Regions from separate parts of the Mus musculus genome. Here region 2 is linked to region 1. The links are chromatin contacts, called in public HiChIP or PLAC-seq maps. All regions are on one chromosome and are shown on one strand. The core of a region is the stretch at or near the end of the contact, and the rest is flanking DNA. Distances in the headings are between cores, read along the strand shown.

Evidence for each region. HiChIP or PLAC-seq counts read pairs in DNA pulled down with a chosen protein or histone mark.
Region 2: an H3K27ac HiChIP or PLAC-seq map of T-cell acute lymphoblastic leukemia shows a contact between it and region 1, with 2.9 times the contacts expected there. The contact joins two enhancer-like sites. A contact is called at or near these places in 3 of 115 datasets of contacts at active chromatin or transcription factors (DN3 thymocytes, T-cell acute lymphoblastic leukemia and large pre-B cells) and 1 of 9 other capture datasets (embryonic tail).

The regions. Positions count from the first base shown.
Region 1 is chr17:12,482,181-12,487,338 of GRCm38.p6, forward strand. The region is part of intron 1 of Slc22a3 (solute carrier family 22 (organic cation transporter), member 3); the gene reads right to left. Among named protein-coding and RNA genes, the nearest start is that of C030013G03Rik, 18 kb to the left of the region's middle. Within about 2 kb of position 2,606, at least 9 of the 459 cell types and tissues checked have an H3K27ac peak or open chromatin away from gene starts, as enhancers often do. A contact at or near this core is called in T-cell acute lymphoblastic leukemia, where this site is marked.
Region 2 is chr17:12,791,889-12,797,046 of GRCm38.p6, forward strand. The region is part of intron 1 of Airn (antisense Igf2r RNA); the gene reads left to right. Among named protein-coding and RNA genes, the nearest start is that of Igf2r, 25 kb to the left of the region's middle. RefSeq lists an enhancer at 1-1,182. Within about 2 kb of position 2,538, at least 112 of the 459 cell types and tissues checked have an H3K27ac peak or open chromatin away from gene starts, as enhancers often do. A contact at or near this core is called in T-cell acute lymphoblastic leukemia, where this site is marked.

The DNA.
Region 1 (5,158 bases), core at 1,356-3,855:
ATGGTTGCCTATAATATTTGAACCTTCTTCTCTATTAAGCACCCATGCCATGCCATTTGCCTGAATTCATTTGATTATTTTATATCTTGTGAATCTTTTTTCCCTATTTGTGGGGTTTAAGGGGTGACCAGTTGTCTTCAACTGCCAGGGACTTTCCTAGTTTTAACATTGAAAGATCCTTGTCAGGAAACTCCCTCAATTCTGGAAAATCAGGGTAGCTGGCCTGTCACCTTAAGAGTTTATCGGCTGGAGGCAATGGAAGAAATTGACATCTAGATGCTGGACACAGCATCCTATGAGAAACTTCTGCAAAAAGGGCCAACCATTCAAGGCATCCCGCTCGGGAGGAGTCTGGGGGCATAGAGATAGTGGGAAGTTTGTGAAGCTGCCCACTGAGGTGGATAAAAGACATGAAAGGGATTTCAAGACAGAGAAGAGTTTGGAGGTAGGAAGGCAAGAGCTTGGGCATACAGGCTCACTAAGACTTGGGGAAGATATGTGTACTGTCCATCTTGGAGGAAACAGGCAAGGATTCTGGCCTTCTCACCTGCAGACCCAGCCCTGTGGGAAACCCTTGGTACCTAAGTCACCCAGCAGTTCCAAGCCCCTTGCCCACTTTGTACCTCTGGCTCCCACATTGCTGCTGCTGTGTGTTGCCTCAGGCACCCATATTTAGGCCTTCTGCCAGCATGACGATGCTAACCCTGAGGAGAACATTTGATCCCTAGGAGAGAAAAGCCTTTGAGCGTCCCAGGGAGCTCTGTGAAGCCACTGCCCTGAGCGGCAGCTGCCAGGACAGGCAGAGGAAGGAGTCCTTTTCTCAGCTCCAGTCTTTCAACCCTCCTGGTTTCTGATGACCTAGTAACTAAGTTCACAGGCCACCCCTGCCCCAGATCCTGCTTTCTGGGACCACAGGTCGGAGAAGATGGTGGAAAGAGCAAGCAAACAGTGGGGAGGTGGGGAGGGAGGGAAGACATGCTGAGCCGGCACATCCTATCCTAGGGTGCTGTGCAGATTTGCCAACCCAGATGACTTTGAGAATCTGGTCGGGCTAGAGAGATGGCTCAGCCGTTAAAGGCTAGGCTCACAACCAAAAATATAAGAGAATCTGGTCTGCCAAAGATTTTGAGCACTATCCAGTGCCTTTGTGCCCTTTAAAGACAAATCAACGCCTAAAAATTCATATGTGACAACACACACACACACACACACACACACACCCAACAGATATACACATACACAGATACACACACAGACCACAGACAAATACACACAGATACATACACAGAGACAGACAGACAGATACACACAGAGAGATGCACTTGCACACACACAGGCACACAAAGACACACAAACACACACGGAGATGTACAAACTCACAGATGCACACAAATACACACACACACACATACACACTCCTAAAAAAACCTGTGTTACCAAAACAATTCGGGTTACACAGCTATTAAAAGTACAGACTTACCTCTCATGAATGACACACCTGCACACATACAAAGCCATGATCAGGATCTGGGCAAACAGCTGCCCAGAGAGTCTCACCTGCCTGGGCTCTGTGCTGTCCTGAAGCAGCAGGATGCCCCCACCACACAGCTCCTGGAACAGCCAAGGAGTGGCTACAGAGGACCATGACATTGGCAGCCTCAGGACACTGGACACCAACTTTATCATAGACTTAGGGTACATGATGTCATTATCGGCTACAGTGGATCAGAGTGCAGAGGGACCTTGCAAGGAAGGCTCCTCTATTGCTGCCTCTCTTCCTAAGCCCTTTGCCCACTCTCAAGACTTTCTTGTAAGTTTACAGAAGTTCCACTTATATTCTAGAATCATTTGTAAGCATATACAAGTTCAGACCTTGTAGGTACTTTTTCCAGTTCTCCTTCACCAACCCCAGGGCTTCCAAAGGCAAATTTATATCATTCCCTGTACCATCACCTCCTTCTACAAAATGGGTATTTCAGCTTGAGCCATCACAGGGTACTCATGAGGTGTGTGCAACCCTGGGTAGCACAGTCAGCATCCCTAAAGTGCTGGGTGTGTACGGCACACAATGGTACAGATGTCGGCTGGCTGTTTCTACCTAATGCTATTCCATCATTGGCCACTGTCTTCACTAAAAAATTAGAATCTAATCTTTCAATGTCTAGATTATTGGCTCTTGATTCATATTTTACACTTTTAGATTCTTGTTTTTAAAACTCTTTCCTTGGGGCGAAGGAAGTGACTCTGTTGGTCAAGTCCCTGCCAAGCAAGCATCAGGAACTGTCTTCAGTCCCCTACTTACATAAGAAGTCAGGTGTGGTGGTAACCCCCTATGATCCCAGAGGTGGGGAGACAAAGGCCAGAGGAACTCTACACTCATTGGCCAGCAAATCTTGCTGAACTGGGCAGCTCCAGGTTCCATAGAAGACACTACATCAATCTCCAGAACATGTTCACATGCAAAACACATGTGTGCACATATGCATTAAATTAATTAATCACCCCCCCCCGACTTTGTCACACCCGCCTCTATTTCCTTCAGTTGCTTTGACATTTGGCTTTGAGGTTCTCGAGTCTACCTTTGAATGTAGTGAGAGGTAGATGCTTTGTATCCTTATCTGATTATCACTGGGGTTTGCTTTAACACAATCTACCACACAGTGCATGTGTCCCCCTTCGAATGATAGAGTTGCATGATGTGGCCCTGGGCTGGGGCCGGTCTCCATAGTCATTTCTTCCCATTCGCTGTTTTTCTGCTCTGGCTCGAACTCTTTGTCTACCACCTTTCAGAACGACTCGCCTTCTTGTAGACCTTTATTCTCCCAAGTAAACATTACAATTTCATATTTGTTTCTTATCTCTTTTTTTCCTTTGTTAGTGTTGTTGTTGTGGGTTATGAGCTAAGATCTCCTGTGACCCAGTCTGCTCCTGATCCTCCTGCCCCAGCCTTCTGAAGGCAGAGAGTCCAAGAGTGACCCATCATGCCTGGCTGCTGCTGCCTCCTGCCTCCTTCTCCTCCTCTTCTTAAAACTAATGATAAATAGAGACATAGGTCCCAGCTCACCCCACGGTCTACTACCAAGGCAATGATGTTAAGGTGGAAAGGCTACATTTTTTAGAAACAAGTGAATAGATGAGGCACACTAACCACATACCTAATGTTAAAATTAACTCAAGAGAGTGATCATGCTTGTGACTGATTGGGACAATATTCAAATCTGACTACAGCTGGAGAGTCAGAGCTTCTATATAGCTTAATTTATTTTTTTAAGCAAAGATGTTGCAGAGAATCAGAGTGGATGGAAAAGACAATCTAAAGACAACTACTTAAAAGTTTTCAAATAATTTATAGCCTGCTTATGTGTTGATGTGGATAGATTCTATGGCTATCATGGACAAAATGTTCACAACATTTCCTAAAGGAGAAATATCTCCACAACTTGCTATTAAATGAGATGGGAAATTGACTACACGAGAAGGAAAAAAAACATGACAGTTATAAACACTCAAAAGTATACAAAAAAGAATTTTTATTACTCTCCTAAGAGCAACGTGATCAACCAAAGGTCACTCTTTTCTAATGCAATTCGAAGGGCCAGGAATTAACTTCGCTCACAGCTTTGTTTGATAATGTTATTGCCATTCCTGCCAGATCATCTTCACATGCAATAAAATGTCACTGTTCAAATGCACACTGTATGTTTAATCACAGAATCTAGGTCAGAGGTCAGCATTCACCCTGCTGAAGGAGGCTGGGTTTCAGCCTTATTGCTGTTTTTCTAAATGTTTTATTTCTTGAGACCATGACTTGTCAAACCATACAGGCTGGATTTCATTGCTACCTCTGTTGTGCCATGATTATGACCTGGCATATATGATTATTACCCTAAGTAACTCCATTAATTACACTGTGGGGTTTTCTTCCAGTTAAAAACTTCATGTAAGATGCCCATTTGGATAGTTTCTTTTCTACTGAACAATGCAGTCTCCTCCACTAAGACTTAGTATGGTCTAATATTACATTTATAGTTTTTAAAAATTATTTTTATTAATCATTCCATTCATTTACATTTCAAATGATATCCCATTTCCTGGCTACCCCTCTACCACCACCCCATCCCACATCTGCTCTCCCTCTCCCCTTTGCCTGTATGAGGGTGCTTCCCGCCCACCCACCCACCCACCCTCTCCTGCCCCATGACTCCAGCATCCCCCTATGCTAGGCAACAAACCTCCCTGGGACCAAGGGCCTCCCCTCCCATTGCTGTCAGGCAAGGCATTCTCTGCTACATATGTATCTGGAGTCATGGGTCCCTCCAGGTACACTCCTTGGTTGATGATCTAGACTCTGGGAGGACTGAGTGGTTAGGCAACCTATGTTGTTCTTCCAATGGGGTTACAATCCCCATTTGCTCCCCAAGTCCTCCCCCACCAGGTTCCCTGAGCTCAGTCTGATGGTTGGTTCCAAGCATCCACATTTGCATTGGTCAGTTGCTGGCTGGATCTCCCAAGGAACTGCCTCACTAGGTCCCTATTTTTATTTTTAACCAAGCTCTTTTTTTTTCTTGCAAGATGGAATTGATATTTTATTTTCTTTTGAAAGAACTTGGAGATATGTACAGGGTAAATTACAATGATTTCACTAATTAAAATATTTCTCATAAAGACCACATGCATTTTCTTTTGCATGTATCCATGTATAGTCATCATAATGTAGAAAACATTTTTGTTCCATACTGTCTTTGGTTTTTTTATTTTTTTATTAGATATTTTCTTTATATGCATTTCAAATGTTATCCCGAAAGTTCCCTATACCCTCCCTCTGCCCTGCTCCCCTACCCACCCACTCCTGCTTCTTGGCCCTGGCATTCCCCTGTACTGAGGCATATAAAGTTTGCAATACCAAGGGGCCTCTCTTCCCAATGATGGCCGACTAGGCCATCTTCTGCTACATATGCAGCTAGAGACACGAGCTCCGGGGGGTACTGGTTAGTTCATAATGTTGTTCCACCTATAGGGTTGCAGACCCCTTCAGCTCCTTCCTTGGGCGCTTTCTCTAGCTTCTCCATTGGGAACATTTATAGTTTTTATGTTTTCTAATAATTAAGAAAGAAGTTTCTGGCTCACTTCCTGGCTCACAACCACCCATAGGTCCAGT
Region 2 (5,158 bases), core at 1,288-3,787, 310 kb after region 1:
AATGCTTAAGGAACAAATGGAATCCAAACTCCAAGAGACTGAGGTGGTTTATTAAGCTAAAACAGTTAGACAGGCCAGTATGCCAGATCACTATAACCAGAAAAGTTAGATAGGCCAGTATGCCAGATCACTATAACCAAAAAAGTTAGATAGGCCAGTATGCCAGGTCACTATAACCAGAGCCCTCGCAAGGCTGAGACAGGAGAATGGCTACAAGTCTAAATCCAGCCTGGTCTATATAGCAAGAACCAGGCTAGCTGGAGCTATAACTCATAATAATAATAATAATACATGCTAAGTATAAAGTCAAAATACATAGCCCCACCAAAGAGGTTTAGCAGGAAAAAAAAGCAGTATTTTTTTCTATTTCTTTTCTTTTTTTGTTTTACTCTTTCCATGATGACCTAGATACACAGTGATGGGAATTTTGAAAAGGAAGTAAATCAGTATAATATTTCATAACTTGTATTGCTTGCAACCATCCTATAACCAGGGATGAATTACAAATCACAACTCCAATTCAGTTTGTCCAAATCTACATGGTATCAGCAATCTGTAGCCTGGGGGTTGACAGTCGATGAAACCTTTCAGGGACCAACAATTAGCACCGACAATGCCAAGAAGTTTGAGCCGCTTGCCTAAAACGTAGAATAAGGAAGCGGAGGAGTCTGGAGTCACATCCAGGACTATTGGACTCCAGAGGCGTTTTAGAAAACTCATCTCAGAGCAGAAACCATGAGAAGCAGGAGCCTGCCAGCTGCTCTTGTTTACACAGTTCTGTTGGCTCTGGAACACAGTTCAAGGGTTGGGCAGGGTGTGGCCATCTGGAGAGGCACGTGCTGAACCTTGAACAGGCAAAGTGACAAGGCATCCAGCCTGTGAGACTGCAGGATGAGAGCCAGGATCAGGGCACAGGACCTGTGTCACTAGCCTTGGTCCCCCACAGAGGGGGCCATGCTAGCCTAGGTTCACCCATGTCAGATTAACAACAGAATGGGGGAGGGGGTGGCTCAAGGGAATCCTCTTTCTGATCCACTTTTCTTCCGTCCCACCAGCTCACTCATCCCTTCCTCCATTTTGACACGTTTACAGTTCTTATCTCCATCAGCTGTGTCTCAGGCTTGCCACACAACAGTGTAGACGCTCAGATAAGTCATCCTGGTACCCAGCAAGACCTTGGAAGAACAGTCCTAAGCAGGATGCAAAAGTAAACTTTTCCCCCGTTGGATTGATTCAATCCTGGTATTTTTCTGAAGTAAAAATAAAAACAAAAACAAAACAACAACAACAAAAAAAAAACCAAACCAAAACAAAACAAAAAAAACCTAAACCCTGAATGGCATACCTTGCTATTGTGAGAGTCCGTGGACTTTGTTCATCGCTTCAGGCAGAAAATTCTCTTTTTTTCCATATTGTTCACCATCTTGCCTTTGGGATTTTTTTTTTTTTTTTTTGATAGAGTCTCAAGTAACCTGAACTGGCCTCAAACTTGCTATGTAGTAAGAGGTACCTCGAACCTCTAACCTCCTGTCTCCACTTCCCAAGTGCTGACATTATAGGCATGTACCACCATTCCTGGTTTATGTGGTACATGCAAGCCTGGTCAGCACTCTTCCAATTAAACTTTACCCATAATCCTTATAATACATTCTTCTGGTTGGGTCTACATGAGTTCGGCCTGTCTTCATTCCTCTTAAAAATGATTTCCTCAACAAGCAAGGGTGGAATAGTTCCACCACAACAGACCTATAGACAGTTTCATGGGGGGAAAAGAAAGACAATGTTCTATTGTTTTTTTTTTTTAAAATAACTATTCATTGACTATGTGTGTGAGCCTCTGGGGGGTTATGAGCACCAACCACCTTTGCACAGTGACCATAGAAGCCAGAAGGGGGCTTCAGAGCTCCTGGAAATGGAGTTGCAAGCCACTGAGAGGCACTGCATAGGTCCTGGGAAGCTAATGTGCACACCCTCTACAAAGGCAGCAAGTGTTCGCAGCTGCTGAGCCATCTCTCCATCCCCAAGATTTTTTTTTTTTTTTTTTTTTTGAAATCGCTATGTACTAAATGGTTCCTGCAAGCAGCTATTGCCGATTGCCACTTTGCTCTGCACCTGGGAGCTGCATTTGACTGTTTAAGTGGTTCTGTCCCGGAGCTGCTGAAATGCCCAGTGGAACCACAAGCACTCCTTCAGACTTCCTGTTTCCCAAGAGCAGGCAACAGGGGTGTCGATTACAGCTCGTGCAGGCCTGGGGCAGGGAGGCCCACATGTCCTGTGTGTTTTCTATCTGCAGGCTCCGTACAGATGGTGAGGTTGTTCCCACAGCAAATCTGCCACCAAAGGGGATAGGAAATCTTGGCAGGAAGCTCTCTCAAGCACCAGGGGAGAGTCTCCCAGTGACCTTGGCCTCCACCCAACCCTTTCTCACTACTAAATGAGGAAAGCATCTTGAACAGATTCTGCCAAGACTGATGGGACTTGGGCCTTTCTCAGCGCTGGAATGTTAGGTGAAAGCAAGCAGACACATGTTAACAACTAGACACAAAACAGCTTCGATACTATTCAATCACAACAAGGGAGCCCTCTTCCTGGAGGCTCCTAGCCACGTAGGAGAGAGACCAGCTTTCCTGGGTGTGTTCGCCCGAAGGCATTCGCTTTCTCTGGCAAGATCTTACGGTTAACCAAGATTTCCATGGAGTGAGCAGTCCTTGGCAGAAGAAAAACAGAAGCAAGACCACAAAATATTGAAAAGACTCCTGAGGCTGGCGTGGAGTTAATAATCACTTGTACAAACGGGCGGAACTGGTCTCAATGGGGCCCAGAAGCAATGGATGTAGGGGTATATGATGTGGCATCGCGGGGTTCGCACAGGCAAGGAAAAATATCAGCGGTCTATTCTTTTCCATCTCCGAGGCCACCCTCAGGATAGCTGCTTGATGGTCTTTGCCTCCAGACCAGGCCTCCCCCAGCCACTGGAGATGCCTCAGGAGGTCTGACCCACTTAGAGCTGGAGGTGTAGGGCTGGAGAGATAGCTCAGAAGTTAAGAGCACTGACTGTTCTTCATAAGGTCCTGAGTTCAAATCCCAGCAACCACATGGTGGCTCACAACCATCCATAACGAGATCTGACACTCTCTTCTGGTGTGTCTGAAAACAGCTACAGTGTACTTACATATAATAAATAAATAAGTCTTTTAAAAAAATAAGGAAAAAAAAAGGTAGGTGGTAGACTTCCTAGTGCTCAAAGAGACCAGGGTTTGAGTCTCAGCCCTGGACTTGAGATACATAGACTGCCTGGGAACTCCCTATGGAGCTGGGAACAGTGTTGAAATCCTGATCTCCCTTCCTCTATCTCCTGAGATCCTGTGTGTGTGCCACCATAACTGGGCAAAACTGCTAAGGTGTCCTCAAACAGTCTGTCCCTGTCAGGACACTTCCAGATGAAAAACCTCATCTCAGGTTCACCTCAAGCTACAGGGTTCCAGAGGCATCTGCATCCTTTGAGGTCTGTCCTTGCCTCTGTGCGCTTCTCTTTCCCTTGTGCCTCCTGAACACCATCACAGATCCCCAGTTTGCTGTCAACCTCTCAGTCGACTCTGCTCTACTGAGAGGTTTTTCTGATGTTCCTAGTTACATTTCCAGATTCCTGAAGACAGATAAACAATACCCTGCTGTGGATTAGCGCCTGGCTTAGGCAGAACAGACCCACTCTCTTTCCCAGACGCCCTCCTGTCTCCCTTATTCACTTTCAGTCAATCAGTGTTTTACCACTCATACATTTATTTATCTTGCTGGGGGAGGGGAATGTGCCCACCTGGAGCTTTCGAGTGGAGGCCAGAGGTTACCTCACAGGAACTGGTTCTCTCCGCCCACATCAGGTTTGGTGGTGAGGGCCTTTACCTGCTGAACACTGAATTTTAAAACAAAACTCATCAGAATAATCTTAAATAACCCTTCTCATTAAAGCCACCGGTGTGGGTGGGTGAGTGAATGTGAGTGTGTGTGGGGGTATGGTTATCTGTGTGTGTGTGTGTGTGTGTGTGTGTGTGTGTGTGTGTGTGTGTGTAAACAGACCTGACAATCCTGTGGGATGCGGGAAGAAAACACAAGAGCCAATCATAATAGCTTCCTTTCCACTTGTGCATTAAATTATGTCCAAGTATTTTACAAATACAATACTTTGACTAGGCTGGGCAATGGGACTAGTTCACGTCTCTAATCCCAGCCCTTAGAAGGCAGAGGCAGGCAGATCTGTAAATTCTAAGCCAGCCTGGTCTACAAAGTAAGTTTCTAGGACAGTCAGAGCTACACAGAGAAACTCTGCCTCAAAGAGCTGAAAAAAATTATGTACTATGACTGGGATAGTGGTACTTGATCCAAAAATTTTGTACTGACCCACAGGTTTCTACCTAGAACCCTCCTATGTGCCTCCTTTGGTTTGTCTTTATGACAGGGTCTCATGTGTGCTAGACGGGCCTCCAACTCCTGATTGGCCTGTGTCTATCCCTCACATGCTGAAGTTTCAGGCAGGCCCACCATGCCCTGTTTTCCCAAGAAGGTATAGTGACTCCCTAGAGGGACTCTAGTGCCACCTTTCTCAGTAGATTTTGCCTGATTTCCAAAGTGTCTCAACCCCAGTCCATTGTATCTCTTATTATAACAAATGCATGCTTTGGGCCTTGTAATTTAGATTTGAACTTTTTTTATTTTTAGACAAGTGGCTCTGTCAAGCCAAGGCTGGCCTCAAACTAGTGACCCTCCTGCTTCTGTCTTCCTGTGACTTGGGTTGCAGGAGAGTGCCATGCCACCATTCCTAGTTTAGACGTGTATATAAGTTGCCCTTTTTCAGCATTTTTAGAGCTCCCTGAAAGCAGAGATCATATCTCATTATCTCTGGAAGCCTAACATTGCTCCACACAGCAAACAGACATCAACTGAACGAACATTTGAGGTTATCGCACACAAGAACTGAGACTGATAGTTGTGTTTGTTTTTGAGACCAGGACAGCCTTGACCCATGGTCCTCTTGCCTCCACCTCCTACATGCTGGGGTTATAATGGGTGTGCACCCCCATTCTCAACTTTAAAATTACTCTAAGGGGCTGGAGAGATGGCTTGGTAGATGAGAGCACTGGCTGCTTTTCTAGAGGACCTGAGT